Linked DNA regions of Hordeum vulgare: region 1 is linked to region 2. Evidence: chromatin contacts called from public Hi-C data. All regions are on one chromosome and are shown on one strand. Each heading gives the region's core, a stretch centred on a gene start, on an enhancer-like site or on the middle of the called end of the contact. The rest is flanking DNA. Distances are from core to core; before and after follow the strand shown. Region 1 holds the start of LOC123399664 (pyruvate kinase 1, cytosolic). Region 2 holds the start of LOC123452592.

What was found. A called contact is a pair of places that touch in the nucleus more often than the background predicts.
Region 1: a contact with region 2 is called in a Hi-C map of leaf, with 2.9 times the contacts expected there. The contact joins the promoter of LOC123399664 here to the promoter of LOC123452592 in region 2. A contact is called at or near these places in 2 of 6 Hi-C or Micro-C datasets (leaf and seedling) and 1 of 1 datasets of contacts at active chromatin or transcription factors (embryo).

Annotation. Positions count from the first base shown.
Region 1 is chr5H:280,513,817-280,517,362 of MorexV3_pseudomolecules_assembly, forward strand. LOC123399664 (pyruvate kinase 1, cytosolic) reads right to left here and starts at 1,520. Exons shown (of 16, transcript XM_045094057.1): 1 at 1,274-1,520; 2 at 992-1,088; 3 at 781-878; 4 at 453-608; 5 at 190-267; 6 at 1-62. The coding sequence starts at 1,342.
Region 2 is chr5H:280,270,250-280,273,270 of MorexV3_pseudomolecules_assembly, forward strand. LOC123452592 reads left to right here and starts at 1,289. Exons shown (of 9, transcript XM_045129271.1): 1 at 1,289-1,966; 2 at 3,019-3,021. The coding sequence starts at 1,376.

The DNA of each region.
Region 1 (3,546 bases), core at 270-2,769, 240 kb after region 2:
CCAGCCAGGGTAGCTGAGTTCTTGATCACACAAACCACGTCATCCCCTTGAACTTCAGAAACCTGCATCAGGCAGTTGAGAGTTTTGGTATCAGAAATTGGTGAACCACACTAAGAAAGACATGTAACATGCATAATAGCACATCAAATATGGAAAAACGCTTCATTGTAGGATGTCAAAGATTTCTACCTCCAGCCAAACTGATGTAGTCTCACTGCCCGTGAACAAATATTGCCCAACAAATATTGTGGCTCCGGGCTTCACAGCCTGCAAAGAACAAAGGATAGCTCAGATTTAATCCATGCGGAGATACGAGTGGACATTTTAGTGCGACAACAAATGACAAACATTATAAAACAGACAGACAACTGTGGATCTGCTTACAGCTACCGTCACATGCAAGTAAATACAAAGTTCGAGATTCAGGGAGATGATATAGAGAATGGTTTTACCTTGGCGAGTCCAGAGAAGTTGATAGGGAGCAATTTGGAAGAGGCCTCCTGGCCTTTGTGAGGGGTGAGAACAACAGACTCGTTCTCTTCAAGCGAGATTGTGACCTCACTCTTGTTCACCACTTGCAACTCGGGGCCAACAGTGTCAAGCATAACCTATCCAAAAAAAATACCCAAAAGTCAAGCTCCACAGAACATATTTCACCTAGCTAGCATCAGATCCACTCTTAAGTGGCATGTTTGGGTGTGTGTAGGCAAAGTTGATATGCAAAGTTGATTTCATCACGACTTATGGCCACAAATCACCGTTGGTTGTGACGGCACTTACAGCGCATAGCTTCTTGGTGGCCTTGATGGCGATCTTGAGGTTCTCGAGTGTCTCCTGGTGGTACGCGGCATCCCCCCACGAGAAATCGAAACGTGCCACTGCAAGAAAAAATGACAGAAAATCCTTGTTGGATTTAGAAGAAGAAGAAAAACGATTAAGAGAAGGACACACTCTCCGCTGTTGCAGAAGAAAGATATGGGATTATACGAACCAGACATGCCGGCCTTCAGGCAGGCGGAGATGGCCTCAACGGACCGGGACTTGGGACCCAGCGTCCCCACGATCTTCGTCATCGCCGGGAAGAAGTTCTGATTTAGAAAAAGAAAAACATCAGCAAGGTCTGATCCAAGACCGATAAGGAGAGACGGGCGGCCGCAATTAGGGATTGATCCCCGCGCAGATCATCAAATCCGACGGAGAGAGAGAGAGAGAGAGAGAGAGAGAGAGAGGGGGGGAGAGGAAGCAAAGCGTAGGGCGGGGGATGGGCGCTCACCGGTTTGGACGGCTCGAGGATGGAGACCATCCGGATGGGCTCCTCGAGGAGCAGATTGGTGGAATGCATCTTGGCTGGCTCCTGAGTTCAGATCGGCGGCGAGGGGTGGCGACGGCGACGGGAGGCGGGGGCGCTTGCCCTCTTCTTCTTCTTCTTCCCCAAGCAAGGCAATGAAGAGAAAGAGGAATGTTCGAGACCTAGTGCGATGCGGTGCAGGATGCTCCTCCTCCTCCTCCCCTCCGTTCTTCTCTCCCTTTTTATTAACCCCGCGGCCGCGAGCCAGGAGGCGGCATGTGGCTTCCGGTGGGCCGAAGAGGTGGTACAGCGACACGCGGGTTTTGACGGCCGCCGCCTGTTTTTTCTACTGCCATGGGCCGGACACCGGCGCGGCCCGACCCGGACCCGTGAACCAGCCGGGCGGAAAGAATGAGCGGGGGCAAAACCTTTGACTTTTCCAACAAGTTTTGACTCGTTTCTCATTCTCTTCCGCTGCAGGTCGCGTCGGTGGGACCGTTGTTCTCGTTCTTTGTTTCTTGGAGAACAATGTTTGTGACGGTAGAAAGCCACCATTTCTTGCGACTAAATATTGCCTCACGATCCCCAATCTGTAATTCCAAATCGAGTAAACTATTTCCTTTTTAAAACGCCATCCTTCAAAATCCAATTCATTAAAACACGTTGAAAATACCTCTTCAACAGAATCCCACACGAAAATCGTTACAACACGTCGAGAAAGAAGGGCATCTGACAGACCTGACACCAAGACCCGCATACACCTTTGAGGAAAGGACAACGTTGAGGTTGACTGTTATGTCATCGTCATCACCTCTCCACAAGCAATTGACTCACAATTCACCGCGAGCGACCCGTTAAGACATCTCCGAGTAAACGGTACACGAGAACTTTACCGACCAAAGTCAAACAATCAACCGCACGCATCGAGGACGAGGCAACTCTCACTTTGATGACGAGCCTCATAGAAGAAAACGAGCACGCCTTGCACAATAGAGTCCAATATGCATGTCACTTGGCATCGATGCCGCAATGTCTCCCCGCAAAGCCGCAACTTCGACTTCATGCTCACGAACATGACAAACGGTTGACGACGAAGGCAAGCCACAACTCTGCTCATCTTGCAACCATCGTCATCACCACTCAAGTGGCAACACCACATCCGCATCATCGACCGGGCACTTGCCAACCACAATGTTGTGCACGTCCAGCCCCAAGGAAGTGCAAGAGGGATCAAGATCTTTAAGACGTTGCCCCTCAAGAGAGAAAGAGCAATGTTGAAAATGAGGTTGTTGCCTGATCCTACAACAGGATCTTTGTTGTTACTTGAATAGCTCGATCTTTGAGAAGGAAAACGATCCCCACAGGCGGCGCCGCCACCAGCCGGCAAGCACCGGTCAGGCTTTCGCCCGGAGCAACACAAGTTTGCCTCCAACGCAGCTGGTCGTTGCCAACCAACACCTCCATCGCACGAACCTCCACTCACCCACACACTCCTACATGGAAATCGCATTGTTGCCATACAGGATCATCACGGCAACTGTGTGGGATCGAGAAGTGGCATCTAGAGGGGGTGAATAGACACTTGACAAGATATATGAGCAGTTTTTTATTTGCTTGAGATTTACGCAGATTTTACACAAGTTAAGTTGCATCCAGAGGTTCATACATATCCATATCTAGATATCAAGCAGCGAAAAGTAAACATCATGCATTCGCAAGAAACATAAAGGATGGTAGAGTAAGAAGATCAAACGCAATGAAGACATAGAGTTTTTTTACGTGGTTCCGATAAGCGGTGCTATCGTACGTCCACGTTGATGGAGGCTTCAACCCACGGAGGGTAACGACTGTGCGAGTCCACGGAGGGCTCCACCCACAAAGGGTCCACGAAGAAGCAACCTTGCCTATTCCACCATGGCTTACGTCCACAAAGGACTAGCCTCATTCGGGATAGATCTTCATGAAGTAGGCGATCGCCTTGCCCTTACAAACTTCTTGGTTCAAATCCACAAGATTTGAAGGCTCCCAAGCGACACCTAACCAATCTAGGAGACACCACTCTCCAAAAGATAATATATGGTGTATGGATGATGAACTCCTTGCTCTTGTGCTTAAAAAGATAGTCTCTTCAACACTCAATCACTCTCTAAGAGAATTTGGCTTGGTAGAAGAGGATGATTGGGTGGAAAGCAACTTGGGGAGGCTAGAAATCAAGAATCATATGGTAATATCTTGATCTCAACACATGAGTAGGCGGT
Region 2 (3,021 bases), core at 39-2,538:
GCTCATCTCTTCTGTACATGTACTTGTAACATACCCATTTTGGCAAAACGACGAGATGCGTTTATATCCCCGTCGAGGCTCTCAAGCCAAACCAAAAATAAGGATAGAATCGCATCTTGGGCGTTACAACGGCGTGGGTGCGCTGTTGTGGATGTGATGCGACGGTGTGCCATGCTTCAAGCATGGCCGTCGAGGGCACTGCCTAGATCAGGCCCGACAGGATCCATGAGAGTTTTCTGGTGGTTGGCCCTGCTATTCTTCGTGCTCCATAACTTTCTTTGATCTGATGTATGCCGACCTCCTTGATCTGGACACTGACGGGTTCCTTTCAAAGATCTCAGCTTTTGGCGCAAGGTGCCACTGGATATCTAGATCAGAATTGATCCGATCGGACACGCCCTCATCTTTGGTCAGAGAGGCTTCATAAGGGCGTGGCGCGAAGCTTTGTTGTCTTGCCAATGCCATGTGACATGTTTAAGTATAGATTTCCACGACATGGACAATGGTGAAGAAAATCGTGGTGGCTACGATGAAGACTTGTAATGGCGAAGAGGAGTTTTGGTTGCGTTGAAGAATGACAGCACAAGTTTTTTTTCCTTTGTGTCGGGTGTTCAGGACTTGCAGCGATGGTATTGGCAGGTGGGAGTGGCAATAGAAGTGGTCAGCATTTTTGGGGGTGCTTCTCGAGTATAGAGTCGTGATCTCCAAAGTGAAAGCCCAAGGTCCGGCCTTTATTGCTTGTACGTAGCAATGGTCTTGCGAAGGCATTGTTTTTGCATCTCGGTCTCTCTCAAGGGTGAAAAATCAAGATCCTTGATCGGGCGACAACGATGTTTGTACATTGTTTCTTTCTTGTTTTTGAAGAACCCTTTCTCTAGTCCGGATATTGTCTTTGATGGTGGTTAGAGTATTGCTGTTGCGAGTATTGCGATGGTGCCTCTTTTTATTTTTTTAATTGTGTGCATCCTTATGTCTTTCTATGTCTTGTTGGACCTAAGGCTGAGTGTAATTAATATTTTCATAATATAATATATTTTTATCGATAAATTTATTACTACTGCAATTTGTAGAGGCAGCGAACAAATTTATTAATACACACCATAGCGAACAAATTTATTAGCACACACGCCATAGCGAACAAATCGTTAGCTGGAGGCAACTCAACCATCACTTGAGAATTTCCCCATCAGACGGCAATATGGCAGTTTACCCATAAACTTTCCCTTCTTAGAAAAGGAAAATCCTCCCCTCAGAAAACAAAAAGGAAAATCCGAACATTTTCCTAGCATAATTGCTTCCGGTACCATTGCCTTTGCCAGAAGGGACTCGCCTCCCCCTTCCCATTCCCGGCGCCCGCCCCAACCAACCCTCCCCGATGGACGCCGTCGCGTTCCCGCCGCCTCCGGCCCCCTTCCTCGACGACGACTTCGATTTCGGGGACTTCGCTTTCGCACCCGCTGCGCCTCATCCTGCACCCCCGGCTCCGCAGCCGGCTGCTTTCGCGGCCTTCGACGACGACTGGGGCGACTTTGTGGCGAGCTCCCTCGGATTCGACCCGGATGGCCTGTCCGCACCCGCCATCCCGCCTACGGACGGGAAGTCAGCCGCCGGCGCCTGGCAGAAGCCCCGGGGCCCGCTTCCCCTATCCCTGTTTGGAGCCGGTGACAAGGAGGAGCAGGAGGAGGAGAAGGATGAAGTGCCTGTCGGGCCGCCCCCGCACACGTCCAGGGTGCACCAGCGGGCACCGTCGTTCCGATCCAAAGCCTCGAGCCCTGCAGATCTCAAGGACCTCATCGTCGGCCTCTACGGATCTCAGCCTCCGCCCACCCCCGAAGCACCAGAGCCGGGTGCGCTGGAGGAGGGGGACGATGACGGGTTTGGAGATGACGGTTGGGAATTCAAGGCCGCCCCCTCCTCTGATGCCGGCCAGGATGGAGCCGGACAAGCGGACGGGGATGGAATTGAGGTAAGCTTATGATTTCTTCCTGTAGCGATCCCTTCCCTTCATAACTGTCTATGTTAATTTTCATGAGATTTTGGCATCAACATGTTCCGAAACTAATGTATCAGCTGGACAACCGACCTGATAAATGTAACTGGTAAAGAGAAAGCGAGCTAGCTTGTGAAGTAGGACATGTGTTGGATGTTTATTTCCTACTAATTTGCTGCTAGCGACCGAAGCTAACCCACTGTAGAAAATTCGTTGCTAAGCCCTGGCGGAACTGTAACCTAAGAGATAATCAAATACAATAAATCGCATGATTGTGGCGATCAAGTAAAACAATCAGATACTTCAAGGGTAATATTCTGTCTCATTAAAACTGCTTGTCTGGGGAATAAGGTGTAACTAGTACTCCCTCCATTCCAAATAAAGATGTTTTAACTTTTTTCAGAATCAGACATATATTGACGCATTTTAGGCCCCGCTTGGCATCAGTGTAACATTAGACGGCCGGATTTAGTTTACCGGCATATAATACCGGCCACAGAAGATTTCCGCGTGGAAAAGAAACGATGGGTAGAGGCGTGTATCATAAACTGGCCGCATGCGAACGTAACAGGGGATACCAGCGTAAACAATACAAGACCCAATATGACGAACCAAGCACTTGCAACAAACTCATACGACTTTTTCTTACGGAGCAATGTTTTGCGGATGTATTTTGGTGGAAAACGTCAATCCAGGTGGGGCCTTAGTGTGTTTGTTCACTCATTTTAGTAAGTATGTAGTCCATATTGAAATATCCAAAACATCTTATAATTAGGAATGGAGGTGTATAAAGCTCTAACTTGCACCATCATGGTTATAGTTTTAGACTTTAGACACTAATTCAATGTTCTCTATAATTCCTAGTAAAATGGAGGTCATGCCTGCCATGAGTCATTTCATTTTTATTTAATAAGAACACATACCTTTAAGTCTCTAACGATATTTTTAGCCACCTTGTTGCCAGTTTTTTCTAGACTTTGTTTTCCTTCTCCTGATCTGGTTCAGTCTGAATCTTCTCGTACTCTCAGGGT